2 separate regions of the Oryctolagus cuniculus genome follow, and region 1 is linked to region 2. The links are chromatin contacts, called in public Hi-C maps. All regions are on one chromosome and are shown on one strand. Each heading gives the region's core, a stretch centred on a gene start, on an enhancer-like site or on the middle of the called end of the contact. The rest is flanking DNA. Distances are from core to core; before and after follow the strand shown. Region 1 holds the start of POC1B (POC1 centriolar protein B). Region 2 has its middle 360 kb from the start of DUSP6.

Evidence for each region. Hi-C and Micro-C count contacts between places; a contact is called where the count stands out from the background.
Region 1: a contact with region 2 is called in a Hi-C map of embryonic fibroblasts, with 4 times the contacts expected there. The contact joins the promoter of POC1B here to the enhancer-like site in region 2. A contact is called at or near these places in 4 of 6 Hi-C or Micro-C datasets (embryonic fibroblasts, psoas muscle, skin fibroblasts and 1 more).

Annotation. Positions count from the first base shown.
Region 1 is chr11:92,177,807-92,182,780 of mOryCun1.1, forward strand. POC1B (POC1 centriolar protein B) reads right to left here and starts at 2,854. Exons shown (of 12, transcript XM_017342011.3): 1 at 2,536-2,854; 2 at 1,773-1,857. The coding sequence starts at 2,550. It overlaps GALNT4 (polypeptide N-acetylgalactosaminyltransferase 4), which reads right to left and starts at 1,492. Exons shown (of 1, transcript XM_008256873.4): 1 at 1-1,492. The coding sequence starts at 1,267.
Region 2 is chr11:91,641,718-91,646,755 of mOryCun1.1, forward strand. No RefSeq gene overlaps it. Among named protein-coding and RNA genes, the nearest start is that of DUSP6, 360 kb to the right of the region's middle. Within about 2 kb of position 1,919, at least 1 of the 8 cell types and tissues checked has an H3K27ac peak or open chromatin away from gene starts, as enhancers often do.

The DNA of each region.
Region 1 (4,974 bases), core at 1,604-4,103, 540 kb after region 2:
GCTCTCGCAGCAGTTTTCTCTCAGAAATATCACCGTAATCTTCTTTTCTTGCCGGAGGGTTTCGGTTGTAGAAATGCTCTTTGTAGTCGTCCATCCACACTTCAGCTGCACGAGCAGTATTCTGCAGGAAGTTGGGGCGCGCGTAAGGGGCCCGCTTGGGGAACACATGGCCCACGTGAGAACACGGGTGGATCTCCAGTTTACCCCCACACTGCCATACCCTGAAAGACAGTTCCAGGTTTTCACCACCCCACACTTCCATCCCAGTGTCATATGTTCCAAGGTACTGAAAATATTTTTTGCTCACAGCAAACAGCCCTCCAGCCATGGTTGGAGATCTGATGGGGTCAATTCTGGATTTCCGCCTGTCCCTTTCATGTTTGGGGACAGAATGCCACTGAAACGTTAAACGCCAGTCAAACCCACCAATCATGGGCTCCCCAGTCTGCATATAGAATTCAAAGGTATTCCAATCGATGGTGTCTATCACAGGACAAACAACGGCTGTTTCATCTCTCTCGATCCTCTCCAGAAGCGGCTCCAGCCAACCAGAATTACACTCACAGTGGCAATCCAGGAAAGTGAGGACATCCCCAGTGGCAAAAGTGGCCCCGATGAGGCGGGCCCTCACCAGTCCCTCCCGTTTTTTGGTCCTAATCAGGCGGACCCTATCAAGATTGCTGATGTAAGTTTCAAGTTGGGTCTTCAAATAAGCTCTGTCACTCAAGTCATCGACCAGGATGATCTCCTTGAGCAGGACTGCGGGAGAAGTTTCGAGAACACTGTGGATGGTGCGGAGCAAGGTGGACCAGGCTTCGTTATAGAAGGCGATGATGACAGAGGTGGTGGGCAGTCTCCTGTAGTTGAACGTCTTGGACTTACACTCATACATTCTTTTATCCTCTATGTGGCGGTGCAGAGAAATCCTGTCACTGAGGTAAATATTGATGGCATATCTCTCAATGAGCTCTTCTTGCTGCTTCAGTTCCCCCTCGCTGAGCTGCAGCTTGCTGGCTTTCCCCCACTCCCCGAGGGCTTGGGAATCTGCCGGGGGCTTCTCATACAGCGGGCGCGACAAATCCTCGGCGTTTCTCTCCAGATCTGCGAATCGCCTGGACGTCCGCCCCTCCCTGGCATGGCCGGCACTGGGGGACGACTGGAAAGCCGAGACCGAGAGCTCCACGAGGATATAGGCCGCCGTTAAGAGCGCCAGCAGCAGGCAGCTCTTGCCTGCCCAGGTCCACCGCACGGCCATCCGGATCCTCATGGCTGGGGCTCAGCGGCCGCCACCTCGCCACCTCGCAGGGGCAGCCTGGAAGGTGAACTTCCCGGCAGGTCCCTGCCTTCAGGCAGGCGCTCGGCTCTTCGGCAGCTCCTCACAGCCCCTCGGGCTCCCCGGAGGGCACCTGAGATCCCCCTCGGACGCGCTCTGCCCACTTCCTGCTGCTCTTCGCAGAACTTTTCACAAACTCTCCAGCCAACACCCCACCCTCCGCGGGCCGAGGACAAACCCCTCCCCTTCCTACTCACTCCTCCTGGCGGTTACTTGGCGAAAGGCGCCCGCCAAGCCCGCGCCGGTGGGCGGCTCTGGGTCTGGGTCGGGGCCGGGGCCGGGGGCCGGGGGCCGGGTGGCCCGGCCGGGCACCGCCGCCCTCCACCCCCCACCCCGATGAGGACCTCCGAGGCTCTCGTGGGAGCCCGGGACAGGAGGAAAGGTCTCCGGCCACCTGAGCTTCTGTCTCCTTACACAAGATAAAAACAGTGACACCTACCAAGTTGTTTGCCGTTAGGGCTGAAGCCCACGGAGGTGATCGCCGCTTTGTGGCCTTTAAAGTAACGCTCCAGAACGGGGTCCTCCTGCGAAGGAAAGTTGTCGACGGTTCAAACCAGATGTGGACCCCGCGTGCAGCGGCTGGGGGTCGACGGTCCACACAGCCGCAACGCCAGGAACCTGCCCCCATCGCGGGCTTGGGGTTGCGGGGCGGCAGCAGCGCCCCGCGGGGAGACGCCGGGCGCCAGCTCGTCCCGCAGCGCCGGGAAAATCGTGCAATCCCGCTTCCCAGAAGCAGGCGCCTCTAAGGGACGACCTGAGGTGGGGTTGGGCTCATCTGAAATGCACGTTCCCAGGCGCCGCGGCTCCAGTCCGCAGGTGCAAGGAGGCGCCCGGGCTTTTGCACTTTTCTTAAAAAAAAAAAAAAAAAAAAAAAAAAAAAAAAAAAGTCCCAGGTGATTCTGACGCAGGCGCTCCACGGAGCCCCTCAGAGAATTCTGGGGGTCATGGGGTCGCTTACGCTCCTTCTCGAGTTCTGGGACGCGCAGAGGAGCGTCGCGGAGCCCGACACGGGCTTGGCGCTCCGGCCGCCCGGTTCACAGTGGGAGAGGCGGACGCCCCCCAGGCCAGGGGCGGGGGGCAGCACCTCAGGACCCCGCTGCCGACACCTGCTTCCATCTCCTCCAGGTGCCGCCGCGACCCTGCCCCGGCCCCCCAACCCGCGGGACCAGCCCCGGCCAGGGCCCCCCACAGCCCGTCCTTACCGGGGAGGAGGCCATGGGGGAACGGTGGGCGCCGGGCTCCTGCGGGCGGGGGGAAACGGGGGCGGGAGGGAGGAGGGAAGGGGAGAGGGTGAAAAGGGGAACCGCGAGGCGCCCGGAACCGTCTGCTCGGAGCGGCAGCACCTCCCGGTCACTACAACAACGGCGGCCCAGTCAAACCCCGCGCTCCAGGCATGGCCAGCCGAGCCTCGAGACTCCGAGGCCGGAGCGGGGGTCGGGGGCGGAGGGGTCGCTGCCAGCGACTGCGCGGGACGCTCCGGGGCCAAGTGCGACGGTACACCTAAGCCACTGTTTACTAATGCTGGCGTTCCCTTTCGGTTTGACGCCTGGAAAGAGAAGGAAGTGGGGAGCGAGGGCATTGTAGGCCTGTGATCGATGCAATCGGAGTTCTATTACATGTTAAAGAGCCAGCGCTCGTTGGTTTCAAGTTTGTCCCCGGTAATTTATCACGGGAGAGGGGGCGTGGCGTAGGGCGGTGGAGTTTTGATGTGAAGAGGAACAGCTGGCTACTTCTCAATACATTCAAAGGAACTAAAATCCTGGAGGACAGATTTGAATTTGTTTAATCTCTTTACCAAACAGTGCCCCGCATGATAATAATGCTGCACACTGGAGATGAATGGACGAATAAACCGCATCTCCTTAACCTTTTGGGCTGTATGTTTCTTTATCTGCTTCTTTGCGTATGCTTTCCAGGAATGCATTTACCAGCAGCGCATTTAAAATCTTTAGGAAGACTTGGAAACATGTTTTAACGTATTAGCTCAAATGGTAACTGTAACTATTTATACAACAGGGTTTCAATGCACATAGTATCATTTCTGGTTCAGTAACACTGTAGAAGTTGGAAGAGTTATAATGTTCCCAAATGATAAACTTGATTCTTAGATCCTGATCTTAGAAGTCATGCAGAGACCGCTTTTTCAATTCTAAAAATATCTTGTTTTTTTTTTTTTTAATCCTGAAATTACATACACAATAAAGTTTCTTGGCAATGTAAAATGGGATAGGCCACAGCTGGTAAGATACACGTTCTATGTAAATGAGAGGTATACTACCACCTTAATTACAGGTTCTCTAGTTGTCTAGAGATTGCATTTAGCTTTAATAAGTTCTGCAGATAACAATTTAACGGGTAAGAAATAGCTTTAGATTGCAGTGTTACTTTAATTCAAGTATATGATTGTTGAATTTCTCCTGTATGTTTGGCCCTGAGGGATATAAAGATGATTGAAATGTTTTTCCTGCCTTCAAGGACTCAACCATCTAGATTGATATGGCTAATATTTTAGCATGTGTAATGTTGATTTAGCGGCTCAATTCGCAGAGATGCTGAAGCAACATGCTCGTAAATAGGGTGGGATCCACGGTTCTACGGATTAACAAGCTCCGTACACGATTGCTATGGGAGTCTCAGCTGTGTACATTGAGAAACATTGCTGTAGTCCAGGGGGTGATATATTTAACAGTGTTGATGCCAGCAATTTGTCAACAAACTCTGGCAAGACTCCAAGTTTTGCTCCTTATTCCCAGTCTAAGTTTGATTAAACACACACACACAATCCTGGCATGCTTAAGCATAATACTGGATGCTGGTAGGAATGTAAAATGGTGCACTGTGGCTCCAGCAAGTCTACAGCTAGGTATAGCCCACAAATACTGAAAGCAAGGACTCAGATGTTTGTATTACATTAGTAACAGCCCCAAAGTGAAAACAGCCCAAGTATTCAACAAAGGAATAGATAAAATATGATAACTACATTCAATGAGATATTATTCAGCCACTAAAATAATGAAATTCTGATGCATGCTGCAACATAGATGACCCTTGAAGACATTATGCCAAGGGAATACATTATGGTTGATGACTTTACTTCTTTAAAGTACCTAGAATGGGTGGATGTACAGAGACAGAAAGGAGCTGCGGCTAAGGGAGAATGGGGAGTTACTGACTGATGAGGGGTGCAGAGTTTCTGCTGGGGATGAAGTTCTGAAAATAGTGGTGATGGTTGCACGGCACTGTGAATGTGCTCAACGCCGGTGAATTCTAGCCTTAAAAATGGTGAAAATGGAATGTTCAATGTTATGTGTATTTTACTCAAAAAAAAAAAAATAGTACTAGAATCTTAGGAGTAATCAAGACCTCAGATCTCTTTTAGCCATGATATGTCTGATATTGGACATAGCAGGTTAACTAAAAAAAGGAAGAAAAAGTTGGACACTTAGAAACTAGTTCAAGGGGGGCTGGTGCTGTGGCGTAGTGGGCTAGGCATCCGCCTGCGGTGCTGGGCCCCTGCACCCATGTGGGAGACCTGGCAGAAGCTCCTGTGGCCATTTGGGGAGTGAATCAGCAGATGGAGGACCTTTCTTTCTGTCTCTCCCTCTGACTGTAGCTCAAATAAAAACAAATAAAATCAAAAG
Region 2 (5,038 bases), core at 669-3,168:
ACTGGTTCACTCCCCCAAATGCTTGCAACGGCTGAGCTGGGCCGATCCAAAGCCAGGAGCCAGGAGCCTCTTCCAGGTCTTCCACACAGTTGCAGGTGCCCAAGCACTTGGGTCACCTTCCACTGCTTTCTCAGGCCATCAGCAGGGAGCTGGATCAGAAGTGGAGTGGCCAGGACTCAACCTGGCGCCCATATGGGAACTGGCACTGCAGGCAGGGACTTAACCTACTACACCACAGAGCCGGTCCCTAACTGATATTTCTAAAATCTCACTTTCTGTGGACTATGAAAAAAGTAATCCAAAAGAAAAGAAAAGTCTTTTTCTAAAAGAAAAGCCCTTGTCTCCTCTTCAGAAGATGTGGCCATATCCTCATTAATTGAATCTGTCATCAAGAGATGCACAATTATTCATGGACCAGTAAGAAGAGACAAAACAACACTGCCGGTCATATACACGTCAGTAGGATCTGGCTCTCTGAGTTGGAAATGCCATCAGTCTATTCCTGGGGTTTCAGTGATCTTTGCCCTTACTTGCATGGCTTGTCACAAAGTGGGCAATTAGCTTACAAAACTCTCAGCAATGAAAATGAAATATAACAGCATATATTTGTTGATAGCTTAATTTCTCAGAGCCCCATAACGCATTTGGTTGTTGCTTTGGTAGAAAAGATGGGCTTTTTCTTCCCCTCTAGGATGAATATTGGCTTTATGAATAGCAATTTTACACCTGCCTCTCTGCTCGGTTTTATGCTTGTACAGTCGGCAGTAGTGTGGATCAGGGTGTGAAAGGTTCTGGAAGCACAGGGAGACTCGGACCACGCGGTGCCGCTGATGTGCACGAGTGAACGGATTGACAGAAATATCAGTGCACACATTCTAGACACTGGCAGAGCCGCGTCATGTCTGCCCGTCAGCCCACGGTGACTGTAAAGTGACATCAGTGCTGTGTTAAAATGTCATGTCCAGGGTCTGTGTGGGGGGGTGTAAGCGTGCTTTAGAATTGATGGAATGGGTGTAGTGCCTGCGCCGCAGGTTAGCATGGACTCAGGAATTCCTGGCACACAGGCCGCCCTCGGTGACAACAGCTGGTTATCATTCTCCCCTCTCTGAGGGCGTCACTTTACGGGACCCCATCTCTCCTCTAAGAGTCCTTAAATTAAGTTCATTTTCTCTCCTCCTAATCTTCCAATTCTAATTACTCAGGAGGCTTTCTGTCTTCTGGCACTTTCCACTCCCAGCGGGAAATAAAGTTATGTGTCTCTAACTCCCTACACAGCCCCTTTTCCCAAGTCATTAATCAATGCTCAGATTAAGGAAAAAAATTGGCCTGACATCTCTGGAGACCCATTCTAGGGCAAAATAGATTTTTCTTGCTTTCGTATTCCCTCAGTATCTTTTAATTGAAGGTAGATATTTGGCTTACAGTTTTAAAAAATTCCTTTGATGATTTGAAAATCTGTGGGCTCATTATCACGTTGCCTTATCTCTTCCGTGTTTATTAGTCAGCCTGTTCTAAAAATACGAGAGTTGCTGTAACCTTCTCAGAGAATGTCGCGGCTGACTGATACGGTCCCCCAAGCGTGCTGTCCTGCTTTGTCGTGATACCAGGACACCATGTGAGACATTTCAAGAAAGGCTGAAGGCAGAAGCCCTGTTGATGCTTATTTGCCCCAGGCCTTTTTATATCTTCCTGAAATGGCATGCTTTTCAACCGCCTGCCTCATCGAATTAAAACAAGAATGTAAGCAGATGAGGCAGGCAGCCACAGATCAAAAGCAGGACTGCTAGGCGGCTCCTCTCCAGGGCCGGCCTGCTCTGTGCCCTCACCGTTGGTGACCTGGGAATGTCCCGGGTGCTCAGCTGCACTGGAATCTCGGGCTGGGTGTAGACGCTGTCGGTGTCTGTCAGCCCCAGGTGATTGATGACATCTTAACTCTTGAGATGAAATGGCTGCACGTGGTCTTTGAGAGCAGGTGGTGTGTGCAGACCGAGGGGCTGTGCAAATATGCGAGGGAGGGGCGAGCAGCCATCTGGGAGGAAATGTGAGCAGCTAAAGGGGCCTTTCCACTCCAGCTCCCTCTGCTTACTTAAGCTGGGTTCAGGGGGACAAAACTGATTATTGGGACTCTAAAATTATTGATTGCAAGTAACGCAACCTGTCTAAGCTACATGTTCTTGGTCATTGAAAGGGCCCTAAGCAGGTTAAATCACCTGTTAGCAGCATCTGGGTTAGAGTTCATGGAGAACTTAATGGCTAGATGTTTGCCCCAATGGCCACTTACTCTTTAATTGATTTTGCTGGCCTTGTTGGTCCTCCAACTCCTAGCTGACTCTTAATTGAACATGTTTTCATTAACATATTACAATTGCTTTGTTTCAGTCTTTTATTTTTATTTTTTTTTTTTTTTACCTTTTAACCATATATTTAAGGTAGACAAAGTTCATGCTTTCATAAATAAAAATTTAGGAATTTAGTGATTCTTCCCTCCCCACCTGCCCAACCCTCAGCACTCCCACCCTTCTTTCTCTTCCAAGTTCAGTTGAAATGACCCCAAGATATTTTTCTTCCTTCTTGTTTTTATTATGAATATTTAACATTTGAAAAACATTTTGCCACTTCAGATGTTGATATTAAATACATACACAAGTACTGTTTTTCATGAAAACAAAAAATGGGGGATATTACAAAATGTGGAATTCAGGACAATGATCAGAGTGTGGAAAGGGGATATTGTCATGTAGATGATACAATTTGGTGAGGACATTATTTTTAACCATCTACATATGAAACAATATGACATCTTTTATGCTTTCTATATTAACTTTCATATATAAAGAGAAAACATGTGATATTTGTCTTTCTCTGGTTTATTTCACTGAGGACAAAGATCTCCATTTCCATCTATTTTGATGCAAATGTCAGAATTTAGTTTTTTTTATGGCTGAATATTATTCCATTTTTCAAATAGTGACTTCATTTCCTTTGGATATATTCCCAGAAGTGGAATAATTGAGTCATATGGTAGATTCCTTTTTAGTTTTTTGGGGAATCTCTATACTGGTTTCCATATGGTTGCATTAATTGACATTCGTACCAATATTGCATTCTTCACAACCTTGCTAGCATTTATTGTTTTTTGAATCTTGGACAATATTCATTTTAACTCGAGTGAGATGATCCCTCATTTTGGTTTTTATTTTTGTTTCTCTGATGGCTAGTGGTCCTGAGCATGTTCCTATCTGTCAGCAATTTAAATTTCTTCAGAAAAAAATCTATTCATTTCCTTTGCCCATTTCCAAACTGGGTTGTTGGTTTTGTTGTTGTTGAGTTTCTTGTGCTCCTTATATACTCTGGATATTAATCCTTTACCAGATGCACACTTTGCCAATACTTTCTCACATTCTATTGGCTGACTCTTCACTTTGTTCATTGTTTCCTTCACTGTACAGAAGCTTCTTAGCTTGATGTCATCTTATTTGTCTATTTTTGCTTTTTATTGCCTGTGGGTATTTTAAAATCCCATTTGGTATTTCCTGACTTTATTTAACAAAAGGTTTTTTTTTTAATGCTTGTGGACTTCAATAAAATTTCTTGTCTGGTATATTTCAGATGAAGAAAATAGTTATGAGGAGTGAGAAATAATTCTTTGTGACTTGTGTCTGAGCACTGATCTTACCAAGTCAGGGCCTGCCTTCAGATGAAAAATGCACCATCTAGACAGGAAGAGGCAAGTACAGGAAGTAAGGAAACAACAGGCAGAGCGCCTTGGATTTACACGGCGTAGACAACCACTCACCACAGATTTGGGCATTTGAAAGTGAGCGGTAAAGCCAAGGAGGGCTAAATAAATAGTAATAACCACACACAAGCAAATGACTAAAAGTCAAACAAGCTCTCCTTGGTGAGGCTCTGTTAAAAGCAAAGTGTTTTTCCTGGAAGGAAAAGAGGTTGATCTTAGGGATTCGCCTTGGTTTCAGGGAGATTCATTTTATTCTCTGTCAAATGTGCTTAGAATTTGGGTTGAGAGAGCCTTAAACTTCTTCAAGAATCTCCCTTAATCACCTGTCTGATGCTACAGCTCTTGATACAGAAACATCTTCAATTCCTTTTTAGTTGAGGAAAATAATCTGGTGCTGGAGAATTTGGGAGGGTCTGATGTTGTTTGGCCAACTTAAAAGCCAAGCTACCACAAATGACCACTGGTCTAGAGAACCTTTGAGTATGTGCGGAGCAGAGCTGAACTTGGCAGAGAAGCCCAACCAGCTGACCCCCAGCAAAGCCACCACTATACAAATCATAAATGGTGGTTGTTTTAAACTACTAACTTTTAACATGCTTTATTACATAGTGATGGTTCACCTATACAGATAAATTTTGTTAGTATAAAGAACAGGGCTTCAAGTTTTACACAGGTCCTCTCCTACTCCCATACCAAGAGAAGGTATAATTATTATTATTTTACATATTTACTGGAGAAATATGATAGGCAGAAAGATGAAGTGCATGCTGAAGATGAGCAATGGAGTTGATTTCACACTAGTTTCCAAAGTAATCCAACACCTTTAAGTATTGTATCAAGAAATACAAGCTTACTGTGGCAGATTTGAGCAAACTAGGAATGTCTGCAATTATTTTATAAAGTTCATGGAAAGTAAAATTAAAAGATGTTATTTTGGTTCAAAAATTTTTGAAGTCCATGCTTAGTTTTTTCAGAATATACATTTCCAAGAAACGTTCAAAGACTTCTTGTATGTACAATTTTAAAAATTTGCTTCAAAATAAATGTATCTTTTGATTCCATTTCCATGAACCTTTTGAAGATGCTCATAAATAGGAAAAGTAAATATCATTTCTTTCCCGTCCCGCCTCCAGCGGCCCTTCTGCCTTCTCATTTCCCTGGTTTTTCCTCTTCTATAGTCACTATCATCAGCTCTTTGATGTGAATCCTTCCGTAAGATTTCCTATGCATTTTTATAAACATACTTATGTATTTCAATTGTTTATATAAATGGAAATTCATATTGTTCTGCATTTCCCC